Regions from separate parts of the Mus musculus genome. Here region 1 is linked to region 2. A link is a contact called in public promoter capture Hi-C data. All regions are on one chromosome and are shown on one strand. Each heading gives the region's core, a stretch centred on a gene start, on an enhancer-like site or on the middle of the called end of the contact. The rest is flanking DNA. Distances are from core to core; before and after follow the strand shown. Region 1 overlaps Fam189a1 (family with sequence similarity 189, member A1). Region 2 holds the start of Nsmce3 (NSE3 homolog, SMC5-SMC6 complex component).

Evidence for each region. Promoter capture Hi-C pulls out the DNA fragments that hold promoters and counts their contacts.
Region 1: a promoter capture Hi-C map of hippocampal neurons shows a contact between it and region 2, with 2.6 times the contacts expected there. The contact joins the enhancer-like site here to the promoter of Nsmce3 in region 2. A contact is called at or near these places in 2 of 39 promoter capture datasets (epiblast stem cells and hippocampal neurons), 1 of 484 Hi-C or Micro-C datasets (the C2C12 cell line) and 4 of 115 datasets of contacts at active chromatin or transcription factors (embryonic forebrain, embryonic stem cells, forebrain and 1 more).

The regions. Positions count from the first base shown.
Region 1 is chr7:65,093,555-65,098,746 of GRCm38.p6, forward strand. The region is part of intron 1 of Fam189a1 (family with sequence similarity 189, member A1); the gene reads right to left. Among named protein-coding and RNA genes, the nearest start is that of Gm32963, 49 kb to the left of the region's middle. Within about 2 kb of position 2,162, at least 33 of the 459 cell types and tissues checked have an H3K27ac peak or open chromatin away from gene starts, as enhancers often do. A contact at or near this core is called in forebrain, hippocampal neurons and neural progenitor cells, where this site is marked.
Region 2 is chr7:64,870,764-64,876,100 of GRCm38.p6, forward strand. Nsmce3 (NSE3 homolog, SMC5-SMC6 complex component) reads right to left here and starts at 2,277. Exons shown (of 1, transcript NM_023239.5): 1 at 919-2,277. The coding sequence starts at 2,155. The coding sequence ends at 1,316. All of the region lies in intron 2 of Fam189a1 (family with sequence similarity 189, member A1), which reads right to left.

The DNA.
Region 1 (5,192 bases), core at 912-3,411, 220 kb after region 2:
CACTCCTTCTCTGGAACCCTACCCACACTGTTCTTCCCTGTCTCAGTGAGTCTGACTTCTCCTGGTGCCTCACTGAAGTAGAATCACATATGATGCACCCCTCTGATGACTGACTGGACTCCACAAAACGCCCTCCAGGTTCATCATGCTGCAAGCTGAGCCAGAACCTCTTTCCTTTTTTGTCTCATGGACAGCATTCCACAGTACATGCGTGTCACATTTTGTTTATTGCTCTCGTGTTCATAGATACTTGGGTTGCTTCTGCCTGAAGGTTATTAAAGCACTCCTCTTGAAACACGTGTGCACCAAAATTTGCTCTAAAGCAAAAGTTCTCAACCTATGTGTCGCTGCCCCACAAGGGTCACAAATCAGATATCTTGCACCTCAGCTACTTACATTATAATTCATAGCAATGGCAAAATTATAGTTATGAAGTGCCAACAAATTCATTCTATGGTTGGGGGTTACCACAACACGAGGAGCTGTATTAATGGGTGGCAGCATTAGGAAGGTTGAGAACTGCTACTCTAAAGAAAGGAATAACTTTATAGACAGTGATCAAGTTGGTTTCAGTGAGAAAGACTTCATCATAGCACAAGCTACTCAAACATTCAACAACCCTAACTGAGGGACAAACCTTGAGCCAGACAAGGCAAGGAGCCAGGATAGGTCAGCAGACATCCTGAATTAGGAGCACAGATCTCCAGTAGAAGCGAGACACTCCAATGCTAACAATACCGTAACTTTCTGGGAAAGAAGGGCCATTTATAAGAAATTTAACAAAACGTGCACAAAATCTATTTATTTTAAATCTATTTATTCTCTGAGAGTTTCATACCAATATACAAAGTATTCTATCACATCACCCCTCCAGCTTCTTCCAGAGCCCCAACACATGTTCCTTCCAAATTTATGTCCTTTTTTTTTAAACTCACTGAATCTAGTTAGCGCTCTCTGTGTGTGCGTTTGTGTGTGTTTGTGCGCGTGTGTGTGTGTTTGTGCGTGTGTATGTGTGTTTGTGTGTGTGCATGTTTGTGTGTGTTTGTGTATGTGTGTGTGTGTGTGTGTGTGTGTGTGTATGTGTGTGTGTTTGTGTGTGTATGTGTATGTGTGTGAGTGCAGGGCCATCTACCAGAGCATGGGCAACCTACCAGGGCCCACATTGCTAAAGAAAGATAATTTCCTTCCCCCCAGCAGCCATCAACTGCCAATGGCTCTTACAATCTTTCTGCCTGTTCTTCCACAATGGTCTCTGAACCTCAGGGTGGGAGCATGGGGGGGGGGGAGCGATGTGGATGTCCTATTGAGGCCTGCATATCTCAAGATCAGCTATTTTCAGCATGTGACCAGCTGTGAGTCTCTGCTAAGGAAACTTCTCTGGCACGGGGGAGGGAGCGGCACAGACAAGATGGACCAACGCATGAGCATAAGTATTCAGAGAGCAATGTGATGCTACATCCATGTAGTGAAAACACAGTAACAGGTTTCCTTCCTAGGGCCTATGAGTACCTTTGTGGACTTTCTGTTTTGTTTTGTGTGTATGTGTGTTTCTTGGCTTTCATTTTGGCTTTGCTTGCTTGCTTGATTGCTTGTTTGCTTGCCTGTTTTGGAAAGAGAGAAAGAAAATAATGTAAAGTTGGCTGGGTAGAGGGGTGGAGGAGCTGGGAGGGTCTGGAGGGGAGGAAAACATCAAAATATATTGTATGAGAAGATTAATTTAAAAAAAGATTCTCTCTTCCCAGATCTATGCAGACTTGTGTCAAGTTGACAAACCAAACAGTCCAGACAGTAGATCTATGTCTAGCTTTCTGAGGATCCTCCACACCAATTTCCATGGTGACTGCAGTAGTTGATGTGGGTCCAAGTTCCACCTTACTGCTAGGGTGTGCAAGCTGGCATTCCCAACAGCAGTGAATAAGGGCTCCCCTTTCCCCACATCCTTGCCATCTATGGTTTAAGTTCAAGAGAAAAGAAATCCCATCACTGAGATGGCCAATTCCAAAGAACACACTCTATATCAGAGTCCAATGGACTCCTGGGAAGCAGCCGAGACAAGCCTGAGTCACTCTGCAGGGGTGATGGGACATGGTGTATGTGGAGACGGTCCCCAGGGCAGCAGCTTGGAAAGGGGACAGCTGAGTTCACAAAGGACTGCATCTGACACACTGCTATGCATGCCCAGGCACCAGGGCTCAGAGAGCAACTGGGAGATGAGACCACGTGGCCTGTCACTCCAACTAGAGCAAAGGAATCCTGTCTTTGCCAACACACACACAGGATAAAATTAATCATAGCAGGAAGACTGGGGGGAGGAGAGGAGCCAGCACAAGCTTCTCTGGTGGCAAACAAAACACCGTATGCTAACAGTGACACAAATGTTCCCTTACTTGGCTCTGGAGGCCTTGCTGGCATCTCCGAGGGGCTCTCATTTCATCCCTGAGAGCATCTGTAGAAACCTGCCCTGAGTCTGAAGAGGCTCTCTGTTGTGGGGAGGGGCCTATGTGTGACTGACCAATCATGAAGTAGAGCTGCCTGTCAAAATGGACCGTGCTACAAGACCTCCTGCCTAGGAGCTTGAATTTCGAAGAGTGATTAGATGACTGGACACTCCAATGCAAAGTTTATCTTGAAACAGTATGCTTAAGGAGGAGGTCACTCAAAAGGGAAGCCTTCTCCTCCCCGTCCCCTTCTCTCTCCCCCCAGCCCAATCCTTCTCTACCTTGATGTGGAGAGCTAGTACCACGACTCAGGTATGCCCACCATGACTCAGGTATGCCCGCCACTGAGCAGAAGCCCAGGGCGGCACAGTAGTAAGTCCAATACCCTCTGCTTCCGACTCTGCGCTTTTGTCTTCCAAGCTGTTTACAAATGTTGCACTGACAAATGAGGAGAGAAAACGGTAACATTGATAACTTCCATTTTGATTTCATGGCCAGACGGACTAAAGGAATATGTTCCCTTCTAGTTTATGAACCTATATCGTAATATGGGTATGTTCTCACTAGATGCGTGGGATTTGGTCTCTTAAGCTTTTTAGATGTTGTTTAAGGCACTGTGATCTTCACCGACCATTCACAAGCCCTCTAGACAGTGTTCTAGACACAAGGGAGAGCAGGGAACAAAGGAGACAGAAAGCCTCACCTTCATACAGTGGGGTACAGGAGAGGGCAGACAAGACTAATACCCACAACACACAAGCAGATCTTTCAGTTTGACAGAAGACAAGTTATGAGACCAATCAACTTGGGGCAGGATGAACAGTCATTGTTGTCATCAAGTCAGACCCCACCAAAAAAAGCCTCTTGTGATAAAAGATCCAAGTCACGCTGACATGCTAGGGGAAAGAAATTTTATCAGAGGGAACAGCCCCTGAATATCAGTGAGCTTCAGAGAATAAGATGTTTAAACATGGGTTTCAAAGTCTTTTTAATTTTAAATTAAAAAAAAAAAAACTTCTCTAGTGATGTGTTAAATATACTTACATTCTTTTTGTGACAATAAAATAAATTTCTAGCTGAGTAACTATCCTTAAAGTAAACCACACACACACATGCACGCACACACATATACACGCGCACACACACACACTCCTACCTACCTACCTCTTAGGCACATGTTCTCTGTTTGCATCTATATCAGAATATACTCCTGCATCAGCAGCACCTGGTACTTCACTGCATCCTGCATTCTTCGCACCTTCCTGAATTCCTTGGATGCTCCAGGATGAGAACTGATCGCTCTTCACTGTAACAGAAGTTATTCCAACTCAAAGCCCATGGTGACAAGGAGTAGAAGTCAGAGCAGGACTGAGCTCCAGGGAGGTCTGCAGATACCTGAAACCACAGATGGCTTCACCATGTACAGATGAGGCTTCCTATACCTAGTGTGGGTTTGATTGATAAACCAGTTACAAAATAGTAACAGCAGCAATGATAAAACTAATCATTGTAACAACATAGTCCTTAAAAGCAACTTTGAGCTGATGAATTGGTTATTTCTAGAGTTTCCCATTTGGGAACATGCTTGAGCTCTCAGAAAGGATGCTGTGGAAAGACCAGGGCAGGGGATTGGGGGTAATACTGGGGCATGAGCTGGGTACTGTACCAATCATCAGGATACCTGCAGACATGGAAGGCAAGTGAAGCCCTGTGGACAGTAAGGAGAAAATATCTCCTAAATTGATCTGAAGGCCTTTCTGGGCTGCCATCCTGGTGGGCTGTAGGCAGGCACAGACATCCTGAATCAAGCGCCTGAACACATAGAAGCTTATGCTCAGAAGGTACAGAATGGGGCCTCATGCACAGAACTAGGCAAGATAAGGAGGCGTGCCGCGCAGACTAAAAATACCACCGTCGCAGAAGAAAAATCCACACAGAAGGAAGTGCAAACTCGTGATACAGAGGAAAGCGTCTGGGATCCTCACAGGATGGCCTGATGAGAAGAGAAGGTGCCTAAAGAGAATCTCATGCAGGGACAACAAGGAAGAGAGGGTCCACAGGGACGGCAGGGACAGCGGATACGCGGAGAGGGCGGGGACACTGCGTGGATAAGAGGAACTTCAGACTAAGCTAGGCTTTCCAAACCCATGTTCACACTACTGCAAGACAAGAGGAGTCCCCTTTCCACAGGAGAACCAAAAAAGCTCTATGCTGCAACAGGACCAAGTCACGTCAACAAGTCAGGGAACACGCCCACATATGCAAAGGCAGCACCCCTCTCTTGATATTCTCAAACAAGGCATACCACCACCAATCTCTCTCAGACCCTCCACACTCACAGTAGCCAGGAACTCCCCTCCAAGCCAACTCAAAGGGGACTCAAGCCCACCCTTAAAATGAGTAGCTTTTTAAACGGCTAACCTACAGCCTATACACTGAATAACCATTCTGGCTTTATCTGAGACATTAAGAATAAAAATCACTCCCAACGTACACAAAAGACAGCAGAAGCACATAGACTTCAACACGTTTCGGCCGACATTTGTTGGGATAATTACACAGCAAATTAGCCATCAAAGATCCAGTCAGCCCGTGATGCATGAGCTACGAGTCCACCATCCACCTGGACCCTCTCAGACTTATTTATATCACCCGTGATGAACAACTGTCATCTAGCACAAGGGCGTTTCGAGTCTGGTAAGGTGGCCCTGTATGAGACAGCATTCATCAGGGCTGGGAAGACAGTTGTCTGGA
Region 2 (5,337 bases), core at 1,027-3,526:
CCTTACCTTCCAAGCTGCCTGTGGTCATGGTATGTCACAGCTGGAGAAAGCATCCTAGGACACTACTGCAACACAAGCCAACAGTCAGTAGCCCCTCTCGTCCCTTCAGACCTCGTAGCTACCACAGACTCCTCTAGTTGGCCTCTAGTTCAGGGCTGATTAAAGTCACCTGTCCTCACTGCCACCCTGTTTGTTCTTCTGATGACGAACTTGCAACTCTTCTCAGAACAACAGTACTTACTGCCTGTGCCCAGTGTTTGGCCAGATACTATGAAGAACTCCAAGGAATCTGTGAACTTGTTTCCTGACTCACCTATAGCAACATAAAGTGCCCCTCATCTTGTGGTAGCCTTGTTCACACTGGTCTGTCCGCACCAGACATCACCCTGAGTTCTTCTAAAGAACTATTCTTCCACACCAGGGCTTTGCTCAGCTTTATCTCGTTTCCTATTTATTCACCTTAAGGGCACACTTGATTCTACAGATACACAAGCTAAATTCTTCTGGTGGAACAGGATCTGCACTTGGGCAGTGTGGTTCCCAATCAGGCCTGGTTAATCGATACGACACGACACTGTTTTATAAACCGGAGACCTAACGATTTTTACAACTTGCTCTAATACACATTCACACACTTCTGCAACACCATTGACTTAGCTTATCATGGAAAAAAAAAAAAAGTCTGGAATCATGACATTTCCTTTTTAGCCGCAATTTCTAACAGGGAAACAATAATAATAATAATGGTGAACTGACTCAAAAGTATAGTATTTGTTATACTAGAAAAGAATCTTAAGTAGAACCCATAGGACAACAGAATTATGATTATGAATATAAAAATGCTAGAAAACACATCACATAGATTTCGTGGGACCACAAGTGCTCACACCCAACAGAATATGTATATTTAAAGCTGTGTTGACAAGAAGCTAAAACAATTTTATTTTCAATTTTAAAAAGACTTTTATTTTTCCCCAGGAACTAGTCATTAAGATAATAGCTACCCTGTTTCTTTATCGTCTAGAACATCAAAGCAATTTACCAAAGTGTTCCTTCTTGAATATGTTTGGCATCATACAATTTCATTTAGGTTTAGAAAGTTAGAAAACTCTTTATAAACAAAAAGACAATTAAATGAAAATTTAAAGCTCCAAACCATAATAATAATAATAAAAAAATCAAACAAAAAACCCTGCAACACATCCTAACGCTCCAAGGCCTTTATGCGTAGCAGAATCAAGCTTCCTCCGACCCCCATTCCCCCTGTTCTTTTATACTGGATCTCCAGAGTCCCTCAGACCATAACTCAAAGAGTTCAAGAGGATGTGGCTGGGGCACTAGCAGTTGCAGGTCTAGCCCTACTCTCCTCATCTGCCAAAGCCTCGCAGTATTGTGTGGGCCAGTCTTTGGGGTCCTGGTTATGGACTTTGGCCACAAACTTAAGAACTTTCATCTTGCTGGTTTCCAGGTTGGTTCGCGGGCCCCACTGTAATTCATAGTCCACAGGATCGGTGTGGGGTATCCTCCGGTACTCCAAGTAGCGCTGCCGCACAAAGTCTTCGGTAATGAGTTTCTTTGGGTCGCCAAAAATTAAGTGTTTCTTAGTGGGGTACACTCCGAGCCGTCGCAGGAAGTCCCAGACCTCAGTCTCGGTGATGGTGTTGCCTTTCATGAAGATAAGCCCCAGGACTATCATAAGCAGGCCCGAGATGGGGGTACCCTGATCGCCCCTCATCTCCGCATCCGCCTCCACCGGCTCCAGCATGTTGATGAGGATGTAGCTGTGGCTCTTGGGCTCCAGCTCCACCAGCTTGTACCCGAACACGTATTGCAGGCGCTCGGCGGCCAGCTTCAGAAGGTTGGGGTACACGTCCCGGTAGTCGCCCACCACGTGCTTCAGGATGTCCGTCCGCTTGATCGGGATCTTCTTCTGGTCCTTGATCAGCAGGAACTGCACCAGCTCGGCCACCTTCAGCTCCAGCTGCTTCTGAGTGCGCGGCCCCACGGTCGGGGCCGACAGGGAAGCGCGGGAGCCCTGGGAGGAGCCGCCCGCGGCGCGGGACGTGCTGGGTCCTTCCTCGCCAGCGCCTCCCCAGTCCCGCTCCGGGTCAGCCTGCGTGCTGGGCCGACCGCGGCCCCTCGGCTTCTGCAACATGTCCCCGGTCGGCGGAGAGCAGGCCGCGATCGGGAGCAGCAACCGCCAGAAGACTCCGCCGAGCGAGCGCGCCCCAGAGGCTGGGAGAGAAGCTGCGGCGCGCGCGTGACGTCACGTCGCCGGCGCGCTGCGTCCGGGAGGCGGAGCGATACGACTGGGAGCCAGCCTGCGGGGGCGGGGACTCTTCATAGCTACTGCGCATGCGGAGGGCCTCGGCGCTGGCAGCAGCTCCTCCTGGGCTTTATCCCCAGTTTTAATGAGAATTGAATGGTGTTTATGAGCTCATATAAATAGAAAACAAGAACCAAAACTTCTCGGCAAGTGTGCGGTTGAGTTCTAGGGCACACCTGTTTAGACACGTCTAATAGTTTTTGGTTAGTTTTTAAGCTACAAAGTTTGTCTATGGAACACAAAGGATAAATGTGTGCGGGTGGGAAAATAAAGGGAGAGGAGGAAAAGATCTGGAAAGTCAAGAAAAAAAAAAAAAGAGTTACCGGGCAGTGGTGGCGCACGCCTTTACTCCCAGCACTTGGGAGGCAGCGGCAGGCAGGTCTCTGGGTTCGAGGCCAGCCTGGTCTACAGAGTGAGTTCCGGTGCAGCTAGGGCTACACAGAAAAAACCTGTTTCGAACCCCCCCCCCCCCCCAAATAAAAAAAAGTGTTGACTTGTGCACCAAATGCGGGACATGACAGACTAGGGGACCCTGTCCCGGTATCTGTCCTTGGCAGAGTTCATTCCCACCTGGCCAGTTAATTTCTGTACAATCCCTTGAGTCTGTAAGGGAAGTTATTCTTAAAAGCAAGACTTCTGCAATTTTCAGGTTCACATTCTCTTCATTGAATTTCAGTTAGATGACCATGAGAAACCACGTAAGCACTGCCAATAACGTGACTTAGTTTGGTAATGTGGACTGACCTTTTGGAAGACATGTTTGGGAAAACTGCCGCGGACCCACATCCACAATTTTAGCAGAAACATGTTAGAGGAATGCTAACCCCAGAGGCACTTGCTCTCTCCAGAGATTACCATTTAATTTAGGTTACCAATGATTGGGAGTAGCAATAATGTGAATTTCTTAATTCTCTCTCTTAATATATAAGCTTTAAAATCTCAATAAGAAAGAGAAGAGCTATCATCCTTTATAATTTGTGGTGTGTGTGGCTTGTAGATGGTTTAAATTGTGCAACTCTAATAGACAAAATGAGTCATTTCATTAACTCAAACCATCAGCAGTCTGTTGCTATTACTGCTGTGGATCTCAGCAAATGGGTTTCTTCTCCATTTACTGACAACGGAACTGAGTTTTCCTCTCTCTTTTTTAAAGCTACCAAGAAAATAGGTAAACTATTCAGAGAACGAACTCAAATTGATTTCCTCCTTAATGCAAATATATTCAGAGGAAAGCAATTCAGATCACATTATTTGAATAATAACACCAAAACATGGCCTTATTAAAATTTCATTAAATGTAAGCAGCATAAAATTTTTGTTTATAATTCAATATGAAAATGCACTCTGATAATGGGACCTGCAATGCTAATATAAAATCCCACCCCATGTTGTGATTCAAGTGTTCTGAAATCTAGTGAGCTTTGAGCAGTAACTTTCTATTCCATACAGGGTCTACGAAGACATCATCAAAGGTTGGTCGCAATGGCAGAGGCTGCAACAGTTTGAATGTGTCCTTTAAAGCTTGCATGTTGGAAATGTAATCCCCCCACTGAAGAGGGCTTTGTCCTCATGAGTGAATGAATGCCATGTTCTCTGTAATGAGTTAAGATTAAATCAATTTTGCCATTGTACTCTCTAAACCTCTCACGACACAGTGATGCTCCACAGATGTGGTACCTGGCCCCTAGTCCTCCCACCCTTCAGAGTCACGAGTGGAGGACAATTCTCCTATTTCCAGTTTACTCACTCTGTGCATTATTTTACAGCAACACAAAATGGACCGAGACCAACTAAATAAAACACAGCATCATGACACTCTTCCATTCATCTGCTTCAGTTTCCCTGCATACTGAATTCTGTATTTAAGTTCATCAAAGCCTCCTGCGATCTAAAAAATCTGCAAAAAGGTCCCTCCAGAAGGATCAGTTGTGCCTTGAGCCAAACAATTTCAGCAGCCAAGAGATAAGAGAGAAAAGGAAAATAAGATGAGAGCTGCTGTCAGCCATCAGGCTGCGTTTCAGTATTTTCTGTGTTAATTTCTTCACAGAGAACCATGCGACTCCAGAAGCTAGGCTAGCACCCAAGACTAGAAACCACAGCATCTTTTAGCAGCACCCCCCACACAGACAGCAGATGATCATGACTCAAAACACAGGAAGAAGGATACAGTTTTAAATCTCAAAACACCTTTCTCCATGCCATCCAGGATGCAGACGAGAAAACACAGGCACAGAATGATGTTATTAAAATGGAGGTTAGAAGTTGCAATGAGAAGGTCACCCAGACCCTGCATCCTACTTCCAACCGACAATGGAAACTATGAAGTCCTAACACGGAAGGTGGCAAAGGCAAGAGTCAATGCCTTTGCAAAGGTAACTGCAAACACTGCCTCTTCAGCCTCACACCAACCCTGTGGGGCCTGTTGGTCTATTACTTTCATTCATGGAGAAACAGATAGGTAGAACGTAGACAAGGTGACCCTGAAGAATATAACTTTGGCCTCAGGGAATCTAGACTACAATTCTGGAAAAGCTACCCACACTCCAAATTTCAGCTTCCAGACCAACAATCTGAAACCAAGGAATTCCGAATTCAAAGAATTAGCTGGGATTTGTTTGCTAAGGACCTAGCACAGGGGCTGGCAGGGTGCTTAGGTACTGTTAGTTTCTGTTTAGGGGTTGACTTTCTTAGGGTCCTGGTCGGGCTGCAGAATTAAATTCATGAGGCAGTTTTAAAATTTAGTTTGGTTTTTGCAGTCCTGGGGGTCAAATCTGGGGCCTCTCATACATTGGGCAAATGTGCTACTATTGTGCTATGCCCACAGCCCAGGAGACAGATTAATTAAATAAATGTATACACCTTTAGTCCAAGTGGAAGGAGACACAGTCCCTTTTTTAAAATAACAAAACCAAGTTTCAAAGAAGACTGCGGGGAAGTGGTGGTGCACACCTTTAATCCCAGCACTTGGGAGGCAGAGGCAGGCGGATTTCTGAGTTTGAGGCCAGCCTGGT